Linked DNA regions of Rattus norvegicus: regions 1 and 2 are each linked to region 3. The links are chromatin contacts, called in public Hi-C maps. All regions are on one chromosome and are shown on one strand. The core of a region is the stretch at or near the end of the contact, and the rest is flanking DNA. Distances in the headings are between cores, read along the strand shown.

What was found. Hi-C and Micro-C count contacts between places; a contact is called where the count stands out from the background.
Region 1: a contact with region 3 is called in a Hi-C map of Schwann cells, with 5 times the contacts expected there. The contact joins the enhancer-like site here to the promoter of Shb in region 3. A contact is called at or near these places in 8 of 12 Hi-C or Micro-C datasets (the A7r5 cell line, the Rat2 cell line, Schwann cells and 4 more).
Region 2: a Hi-C map of hepatocytes shows a contact between it and region 3, with 2.1 times the contacts expected there. The contact joins the enhancer-like site here to the promoter of Shb in region 3. A contact is called at or near these places in 8 of 12 Hi-C or Micro-C datasets (the A7r5 cell line, the Rat2 cell line, frontal cortex and 4 more).

Annotation. Positions count from the first base shown.
Region 1 is chr5:64,538,616-64,542,073 of GRCr8, forward strand. Shb (SH2 domain containing adaptor protein B) reads right to left here. Exons shown (of 6, transcript NM_001427398.1): 2 at 1,581-1,701. Among named protein-coding and RNA genes, the nearest start is that of Shb, 41 kb to the right of the region's middle. Within about 2 kb of position 2,051, at least 27 of the 93 cell types and tissues checked have an H3K27ac peak or open chromatin away from gene starts, as enhancers often do. A contact at or near this core is called in the A7r5 cell line, Schwann cells and liver, where this site is marked.
Region 2 is chr5:64,521,533-64,524,930 of GRCr8, forward strand. The region is part of intron 2 of Shb (SH2 domain containing adaptor protein B); the gene reads right to left. Among named protein-coding and RNA genes, the nearest start is that of Shb, 58 kb to the right of the region's middle. Within about 2 kb of position 1,854, at least 32 of the 93 cell types and tissues checked have an H3K27ac peak or open chromatin away from gene starts, as enhancers often do. A contact at or near this core is called in the A7r5 cell line, hepatocytes and liver, where this site is marked.
Region 3 is chr5:64,579,045-64,582,472 of GRCr8, forward strand. It overlaps Shb (SH2 domain containing adaptor protein B), which reads right to left and starts at 2,028. Exons shown (of 6, transcript NM_001427398.1): 1 at 791-2,028. The coding sequence starts at 1,483.

The DNA of each region.
Region 1 (3,458 bases), core at 801-3,300, 40 kb before region 3:
CTGGGGCTTCAGTTCTCTACTGGTAACAAACAGTTGACTCCCACATCAACTACTGCAAATGAGGACTGGAGAATTGGCAACCTCCACTGTGACTGTTTCTGTCACTGACACAGGGAAAACCAGAGGCACAGAACTTGGGCACAGCAGCCTTGAACACTGTAACTGCCTGATTTAAGGTTCTTGCTACATAGGGAAACTAAATCCCAGAGACTGCATGGGTGGTGTGTGTCCATTCCAGATGTGCTTGGCTCCAGCCTGGGCCCCTTGCAGGCCACAGACACTGCCCTGGTACTTGGTGCTGTACACACAGCACAGAAATTCCAACAGTACCCGGTAGGGATCACTCTCAAGGCTTACTTTGACAGTCTGGGAATGCAGCCAGGTTGGATCGTTTGCCTAGTCCAAGAGCTGACTCCCAGTACCACAGAAACTGAATATGGTGACTCAAGTTAGAGCCAGGAGGATTAGAAGTTCAAGACCATCCTTATCTACACACTTCCTGTGCTATCCTGTTCCATGGCTATCTTTAGCATTAACAAGTTTTGGGTCTGCTCATGGATTTGAATCCCTTCTTGGAGTGCTTACACTGACAGCTCACCCTGGGCCACGTCCACACTATCAGTCGCCATGGTGTCGGTACACACAAAGACGTCAAGAGTCACAAGAAGCCTTGGCAAGATCCTCACAACCAGAAATTGCCCTTTAGCTGCCCGTATTCTAAAAAAGGAAATGATGTGAGGTAACATGAGGAAGAGGAGGGGGCAGCGAACACTGGGCTCTTTGCAAAGATACCACAGAATCGTTTTCTGTGAAAAATGGTTTCTTCTACTGGTTAACAAGTAGCATGAACTGGTCTGTTCCCACTTCTGTGCCAACTGGTAGATGGCTCCAAATAAGGCTTTATGCCTCCGTCTCTGCATTCAGGAGTGTCCGAACAAACCCTCCTCTAGCCCTTGGCATCTCTGGTTATCTATAGCTGTGTTCTAATCTAAAAGCGCCTCCCCCAACCCGATGTTGGTGATAGACAAACCAATAAAATGTGCGGAAGGGGCAAGCAAAGTGACTCCCCGGGTAAAGGCTGTTGCCACAGAGCCTACTGACCTGAGTTCAAAACTTGAGACTCACAGGGTAAAAGAATCGATTCCTTCCAATCTGCCCTCTATCCGCCACATGTGCATGTAGCATATAAGTTTTGCATGCAGGTTACACACACACACACCCTACTCAACCATGGGGGAGATAGGGGAGGGGACAGCTCAGTAACCCGCAGCTATCACTGTGAACAAGCACACTTCTACAGAGAAGGTGGCAACATGTCCAGCAGACCCTTCTCGTTGAGCTGTAAGTCCAGGGTATTGTGGCTTGAATGTGCTTTGTACCCCCAGAACTGGTATGGTGCTCACTAGGTGCTCCACACAGCAGTGTCGGGGGTGGGATTTAATGGGAGGAGTACCTACCTATAGTAGAATCACAAAAACACGCCTCTTTCTGATACACACTTGTTATAAATCGCCCACTCCCAGGTATTCTGTCACAGTAACAGAGAACGAACCGAAACTCTGTGCCTGTGCCCTGCTCACCTGTCATGATCCTTTGGGCTTCGTAGGGCTCCATGTAGCCAGCGCTCTCACCCTTTCCTGCTTTGCTCTTGAGGTCGTTCTTGGCATCAAAGGGATCAGAGTAGTCATCTGCTATGGTCACCTGCAGGGGAGGGAGAGAGTGTGAGGCCATCTCTGGCTTTGTTTCACCACTGTGCACAGCCAGACATGACTCCAGCCAATAGAAACTGCTCCTGGGCTAGCAAGGCATGGGAACCGTGAGCCCACCCCGGGGGGAAGTCAGTGCAGAGGTGAGGTGGGAACAGTTACTGAGTTTAGGTGGATGGAGCAATGGGGAGAAGAAAGTTGGGAGATCACAGAAAGCGTAGAAACGCTGGCAGGCCCTTGGCTGCTGGCTGAGACCCAAGACCTCAGACAAGAATAGTTGCGTTCAGCACCCTGTTTTTCTCCAAATCTGGAACATAATCATGTTGTGGGTCATCACACAACAATTTGGTGAGATCAACACACTATAAAAGATGAGTGCGGCCCTAGACAGGCCTGATGAAACACCAGACTGGGCAATGTACAGATGCCAGGGTCGAAGCAGGACAGGTCAGGAGTCTGAGGGGGTCCAGGGTGGACATCGGTGCCCCCAACATCCTCACTCACAAGGCCTATTCTGGTGCTCTCGCTTGGCAGTCAGCCAGAGCCCTGCCAGCCCACTGACTAACAACAGAGGAAGAGTGAGTCACCGGGCAGGTCTCAGGCTTTGTGAGGAGTGTGCATATCTGGAATTCTACCGCTCCACAGGAGAAGCACCACATTTCCTGGTAAAAAAGATGACAATTTCTAATTGAAAGATTTAGAACACAGCACCTCCTCTCTCATTTCTGACTGCCTACTCCTCACAGAGAAGAAAAGAACATAAGCCCTCTCAACCCAAACCTTTATTACAAATCTGCCTCACCCCAAACTCCCACCACCCTCCCTGCTCACCCTTCGGGTCAGGTGTCTAACAATGAGCAAATAAACCCTCAATCTCCCAGCTGCTGCCCCGGGGAGGGCGGAGGTTAGCATCCCCTTTGCTGGATTGTTATTTAAATTGTAGGTTTAATTAGAAACCACAGGAGCCGCTCTTCTCTCCCCGTTCCTGGAATGTAAGGCATTTGCAAGGCCTGTAAACTCAGGAAGAAATGGAGAAGACCCCAGTCTCTCTCTGCCCGGTGAATGGCAGCCGATGGCAGCAGCCTTGGCATGGTCGCACGAGAGACCACCGGCTACCTGGATGTAGTGCCTGAAAAGGGACAGCAGGCATTCCCTGGTCACTTAACTGCAGCACACGGATCAGGGAAGACCCAGGCCTAGAGCACCCAGCAATCAAGCAGACGAGGTTGGGTTAGGCTCCGGTCCCAGGGGCTCCTGCACATGGTGACGTGGTAATCAGTGCCTTTCAGTGAGCTCAAATGACACCAGGCCAGGAGAGGAGGGGCTGGGGAGAGCTGGGCTTGCTTTGTCTTTCATTTGATATTTGCACTCTACCATCTGCAGACTACATTAAGAGTCGTGTATGGGAAGCACCGTGGGTCAGAACAGTTCAGATGTGGGTCCTGGCGGGCAGGGCTGTGAGTTCCAGGGACCAGGTGTCCCCTCGGAGATCGTGAAATACATAGCTAGCTGCTTCAGGTGACTTGCTAACAAGCTGCTCCTGCCCCACAGTCCCCCACCGTCTTAGCAATGTGAAAATCTCCTAGTCTTCAGTGAAAAGGGGAAGAAGAATTATTTGGGGTTTCTACTGGAGACCTTAGGTAAGGTGGCGCCTAGCCTAACTGTAGTCTACAAGGTAATTCAGCAATCAGCATTCCAGTTCCCTCTCAGAAGTGCTCTGCAATTTGCAAACACAGAGGCTTTCGGGATATA
Region 2 (3,398 bases), core at 604-3,103, 58 kb before region 3:
TGCATTGTGAGAGTGGAGAAATTACTGAGCAAAAGCAGGAGGGCAAGTCAGTAAGTGTGTGTATGTGTGTGTGTGTGTTCATTTCTCTCTGTTCTTTATTATAAATATCAAACAATTAGCTGTTTTAAGTTCCTGTCGCCTTGATTTGCTCGGGACTGACTATAACCTGGAATTAGGCTAAAATAAACATTTTCTACTCAAAGTTGTTTTCTGATCGGGGTATTTTATTACAGCAACAGAAACTACAACACTAATGCCTCAGCATCCCAGTACTAGGATGGCAGCACGGGCCACCACACCCAGCCCCACAACACAGACAAACTAAATGATACAACGTAATTAAGCCATCAACTGTGGTCTGATGGCAAATGTCATCTATGGAATGCCTTTCTGGCCAGAATCAAGTATCGTGAAACTGCAGACAGAATTAGGGCCCAGAAGCATCATCGATGCACATATGCACACACAGGCTCACATTCTCTAGGTTCTCTGGTGGCCTCGGTACACATTCCTAATCAGGTACGTGTACTAGTGTGAGTGTTGCAGACCCCCACCAGAGACAGGCGAGGGTCGAGTGAAGAGACTTTAATGAAAAGACCAGGAGTGTGTGCTACAAGCAGGTGCTCAAGATTAGCCGGAGCCACTGACGCCTCCTCTCTTCTGGTGTTGGATGGAGCTTAGCGCTTGCCTGGAGGATTGAATCGTGTGACCTAGTGAATAAGAACGAAGGGCGGGGTGGGGAGGAATGCCTATTTGAGTGTGTGTATGTGTGTGTGCTAAATTTGAAGAAAAGGAAAGTCAGGAAGGAAAACAAGCTATGCTAAAAATAAGGCGGCTACAGCACCATTGCCAGACAGAAAACATACGCTCAGCTTGGGGAGGGGGCAGAGCGGGACAGAACACAGAATAGGAAGTTCCCACCTAAAAATAACTAGGTGGCTGGATGTGGACTCAACACTGAGAAACAAGGCATTCGAGCTTCAAGCCTGAGGTGGAAGCCGTGCTAGCAGAAGGGAGCGCTCGCACTCTGGAAGCTCTGGTTCTCTTCCAGCTTCCTGATGACAGGGACCTGGGGTCAACTCTCAGTTCAGATCCCAAAACTTCAGGAACCTACAACACGAAGGCTTGTCTGAGGCTGAGAACTAGTGGGTGGAGGATGGGCTGGAGGTCAGGAGCCTGGCCAGCTCCACCAGCAGACTCCACACTACAGCACTGTCCCTTCTGGCAGCCTCCCTATCTGTCAACCTCGGGGCTCACTCTAATACTGAACCATCCTTTTATAAACTGCTCTCTGTGTCTCCGCTTATATGTGACTGTAGCAATCAATGCTATAACACAAGCAAGCAGAAGGCACCCTCGGCACACGGATCGGCCTTTTGGCCAGCTAGCTTCTAGCTGGTGACTTTGGCAGGCCCTCCAACCTCTCTGGGCTTCCAGTAGCTCTCAGAAAGATGACATCAGCAGGCCTCACTAAGCAAGCACTCCACCCCATCCCACCTCTCATCCAACCTCCGACCTTGCTCAAGACAGAACAGATTCAAGTGCAAATCAAACAACTAAGTTTTTTCAGCTACAGAATATGAAGGAGGCAACCCACATATCCGTGGGTACGCTCTGGAGCTGGATTCAACCCCTGGCTCTTCAAAATACCACCAGCTCATAACTCGAGGGGCCTGCCCCAGCGGAGTACTGCAGGCTCAGTTGTGGAGTGGGGAGAAAATTAATATCGACTTCATGGGGACTGTTATAAAATAAAACCAGACAAAGGATATAAAAGAGGCTTGTAAACCATCAAACCCCGTGCAGATGTTACACATTAGGGAGGGACAGACACACACGGGCAGAGTCCCACAACCTCGTTCCTAACTGACATCTGGTACACATGACTCACAGTCAGTTGGCTTGGTTCAAGTCCACAGGAGAAGGCCTGCCATTTTTTTTTTTTTTTTTTTTGGTTCTTTTTTTTTTCAGAGCTGGGGACCGAACCCAGGGCCTTGCGCTTCCTAGGTAAGCGCTCTACCACTGAGCTAAATCCCCAGCCCCAAGGCCTGCCATTTTATGTTGTTCAGAGCTCTTTTGATAAAGTCAACTTCAAGCCTACCAGTTGGCATATTCTATATCTGCCCTCCTAAAGGCAATCCCACTTGATCTTACCTAAGTTTTAAGTTTAAGAGGACACAATCTTGTCCCCCGGGTTCAAGAGCTTGACAGTTCTGCACTAAAGCAGCCCCCGAGCCCACGTGAAAGGAGCCCCTTGGCGTTGCATCTCAGACCTGCTGGTCTGGAGCCAAGCCTCTCTTCCTCAGTGCTTCGTTAAGTACATCATCTGCTGGCGCTTGGCATGTTTCCTGAGCTGGGAACCACAACCGCTGATGTGCTATGACAGCTGAGTGCTGCTGCCTGCTGCCAGACAAGTTTCCTCACTCCACACTGGGGGAGGCTGGGGCTGGCCAGAGCCTGAGGGGAGGGCAGTCGCTGTCATGGCACAGCTGCCGCCTCACAGACTCTCACAAGCTCACACTTTGGATTCCACTCACATCCCCCTGACAAGGAGGCCCCGCTCATCTTCCTCCTGCTGCAGAGACAAAGAGGTGAGGGAACCCCCCACCCAAACACACACCTCTGTCACCAAGAACCTTTAAATTCCTGGGTGCGAGGTGCCTTTTACCATGGATGCCTACTGCCACCAGACAGAACAGCTCAACCTGCCCTTGACTAAGTACCACCTCTGCTTTTCCAAATCTTACCTCCAGCCCTGTCAGAAAGCTGGCTGGGCACCTGCAAGCTGGCAGAAAGGCAGCGGTCAGTCACACCATGTGCCAAGCTTTGAGGAATGACAGAGCCTCAGAGATCTTGCTGGGGAGTCTCCCACTGTCCTTCCTCCACTGGGGAAGGCTCTTGTCTAGTCTGCTTTTATCATGGACAATGTCAAATACATTAATAAACGAGAGCGTCACATGAGAAGCCAGGGAGCCAAGAAAAAGGGGAGAAGGAATTTAGAAACCTCACAAACCCCTGCAAGGGGCCCACGTTACAGGCTGACTGAACTGGCCTGTGCTACGCCACTCCTACACACCCCACAGGGGTCACAGCCATCACGAGCCTTGAGTATACTCCGCTCTACCTTCCAGAAGAACAGCGTAGGACAAATGACTCCAAGACCCAAATCTTCCTCTCAGGCAGATGTCTCTCAACATTCGCTTGGTCCCCATCTAGCAGTTCCATACACTAGGTCAGACCATTCTGGTTCCTGGGGCTTTAATTTGCAACTAATTCCTCTTACAGGTTCAGCAGGAAACTCCTGCTGTTTAGAACAGAGCCTACGCCCCTGCTACTTGCAGACCCTCTATAAGTCAGAGGACCTGAAATGTCTGCTTGTTAAAGTGTCCAAGCTGACG
Region 3 (3,428 bases), core at 778-3,277:
AAGAAATAGGCAGAACAAGTATTTTTATGGGGGAAGGGATGCTAACTCCAGAGTGTGAAGGGAAGGAAGAGTAGAGGGGCCTGGCTGTAATTAACTCCCTTGTTATGAAGCAGGGAACAAGATGGTCTGGTAGATTGAGCAGGGGACTGTCACAAGGCTCCTTCTCTCCTGAAACAGTACTACAGGGATGGAATCAGGAAAGAAGTCTCTTAAGCAGACCGCCTGCGGAGCTGGGAGAGAGGGTAAATAGTCAGATGGCTAAGTTCTCTGGGAAGATGAACCTTTACACCGGAAAAGCCTGCGTGGGGGTTCCCAATACAAAAGGCCGCTTGGCTTCGGAAACCTGGCACGCAGAGTGGGACGTTTAGAAGCATTTACATACACACGGTCAGGGACTTCCAGTAAGGAAAACTATAACCCAGAGATTACCTTTCCGACTCTGGACTTCAATTCCCATCTGCATGTGGGAGGGGGGACCATTACTGGAACCCGGGGTAAACAAAAGTAAATGCTCTTTTAGGCCAGCCGCTGCTGACTTTACTAGGGGAGCTGGAAGGGCTGGCTGGGTATGTCTTCTGGGTAAAATTAGGCGGGGTGCTCTCGCTCTGGCTCTGGGATCCGTAAGGGTGCGTTTGGGGAGCAGAAACCAAAGAGACGGAGTCTAATTAACCATCTGGCAGAATGAGCGCTGTAGCCTAGACCCCAGGATGCCAGAGCAAAGTTGGTGGAAGGGATGGGAAACGTGGCGGTGCCTCAGTTTCCCATGCGCACCAGTAGCTTTGGATCTTACCTTGTCTTTCTGACCAGCTCCGGTCTCCTCGGCGGCGCACTTGTTGAGCAATTTTTTGCCTCCGCAGGTCGTCGGGCTCCAGGTGCGGCCGCCAGAGCACACGCCTCCCGGAGGGTCCCCCGCAGCGCCCGCGCTCTCCACTTTGATGAGTCGGTGCTTAGGGGAGATGTAGCGCACCTCCGCCGGCGTGGCCGGCCGCCGCTCGCTGCTGCTCCGGTAGAGGTGCGGGGAGCCGGATGATGAGGATGAGGACGCGGCGGCGCCCGCTCCCGCCGCCGCACAGCAGCAGCCCGCAGCGCCTGCCGCCGCCGTGAAGGCGCGCTGGCCCCCGCCGGGGTCCCCGCCGCCGCCGCAGTAGTCCAGGCGGCACATGGCGCGCAGTTTGCGCAGCGACGAGCCCGGCCCGTTGTACGGGTCCTCGAAGTCGCGCTCCTTCTGCGCGCGGTAGGCGCGGATGAGGTCACTCGTGCTGCCGCTGTCGTCGGGCAAAGAGCCCGACGAGGCGGAGAAGCAGGCGGCGGCCGACCCACAGGACGCCGAGGACGCAGAGCAGGCCTGCGGCACGGCCTGCGGGGGCTGCTCGCGCCGCTCACCCCGGCGCCGCTGCTCGCGGTAGTCCGGCCTCGGCGGCTGCGGTGGACTCTTGGTCTTGCTGTTGCCTAAGCTGAAGTACTTGTTCAGCCACTTGGCCATGGCGAAGGGCCGCCTAGGGCCGCGGCGCGCGAGCCCCGTCCGCCGCCGCGGCCATTCGGGGGACAACACTGCCGCCCAGTCCCGCAGCGCCTCTGCCCCGGTGGGGGGCGTGCGGGGCACCGGTCGCCAAGTTCAAGTTCTCGCAGCCGCCGCCTCCTGCCGGCCGCCGCCCGGCTCTGGCCGCTGTTGCACAGCCCTCCGCCCCTGCTGCGCGCCGGCCGAGCTTCGGATCTCGCGCCCCTCACAGACGAGTCTCATAGGGCCCGGGGGCCGCCTAGAGCGGAAGGCCGGGCGCCCCCCGCCGTGCACACCCGCACCCAGCGCCCCCACCCTCGCGGAGCGCGCCCCTGCCCCGTGCGAGCCTCCGCCAGCTGCGGGCTTCTCGAGTGCACTGGGGCGAGCCCGGCCCCACCGCGGGTCAGAAAGCAAGAGAGCGAATGAGAGAGGCGGCCGGCGCCTGGCGGAGCCCGCGAGCCCTTGCCCGTCCCGGCGGCGCCTGGCGCTGCCGCTGCCTCTGCCGCCGCCTCCCGAGCCGCCGCGTGTGTGACACTCCGCCGCCAGAACCCGCCCTGCGCCGCGGTCCTGCCCCTTCCCGCAGGCCCCACCCCTCCACCAATGCCCCGCCTCCTCCTAGACCCCGCCTCCCGCGTGCGGTCAGGAACCTCCCCCCTGCTGCACGAGCCACCTCCTGCGGCCGCCTGGGCGCCAGCCCCTGGGTCGTGCCCGAGGGCGTCCTCGTCCTGCTGCTTGGCAGGCCCGGCCTCCCTCCAGCTGAGACTGCGGCTCCTGGAGGCCCGAACAGTCAGCACAGTCAGTCCTTGGGGGCCCGCGCGCCGTGCACTCTAGGAATGGATGCCCACCTTCGAGGTGATAGGCGGGCAGGACTAACGCACGACCTCTAGTTGACCGAGAGGACTGTGCAGGGGAGATACCCTTATTGAGAGAGTGCCTGTCTCTCTTCTCTTTAAAGGGACAGAGACTCCGGTTCAGCTTATCCGGTGCCGCGTCTTCGAATAATTCTTTATGCTAATGAGTGTATTAGCAATCCAGATGACGGATGCGGACGCGATAGGTGGCTGGGACCAGGCGGGGCACCAATCCGGGAGCAAGGCTAAGGGGAGGTCGGAATGTTTGCTTACCTTTTCACCTTGTAGGAAGTGGGGCTTTAACCCTGTTCACTGCCAACTTAGTGGAACCAGCTATGTAAACATTTAACGCTTAAGGTTACCGGAGCTGGCGAGGCTCTATTTAATCCAGAGACAGTTTTACAGATGGAGAAACTGAGGCCCCGAGGTAAATTACATGAATAGACTTGGATACCCCCCTGTGATCTGGTGGCACTATAATGATGTACCTAAGACAATGTAGTTACTATTCCAAACGAGAAGAAACCCAGGCCAAAGAGGAGTGGCTTTCCTATGAATCTGCTCTCAGGGGGGTAGTGTGAGCCTTGTCAAGACCAAAATATTGCCTGAAAATGAGGTACTTGCCTTTTAGACCTAAGTTCTGTTTGGAACTTCTATTGGGCAACCCTCCCCCCTAACAACCCGCCACCGCCCGCTTTGAGTACCTCCTTTTGAGTACCTGGGAGCTGAACCATTCCTTTAGAATGCTGATTTGCGTAAAAAAGAGCACTGTGACCGTAATTTCACCTGTCACCTGTACATTATATATGAGTTTGGCACACTGGTTTTCCTGTGTCCTATAGGAGCAGTAACCTATTGAAATAGACAGTAAGTCCAGGAATCTGCTAGAGCTGGAGGTCAGGCTCTCATCCTGAGACTTCGGGACCTGGTGAGCCACAATGTACTTCTTCCAAGCTCCCCCTGGGGCCTACCAGGCTCAGGCCCCAGCAAGACTACACTGGAGAAAAACAGACCCAGGACTCTGAAGGCTCTGCTCTACCTACTCAGCCACGCACAGTCAGACTCCTTGCCTCTTGTGT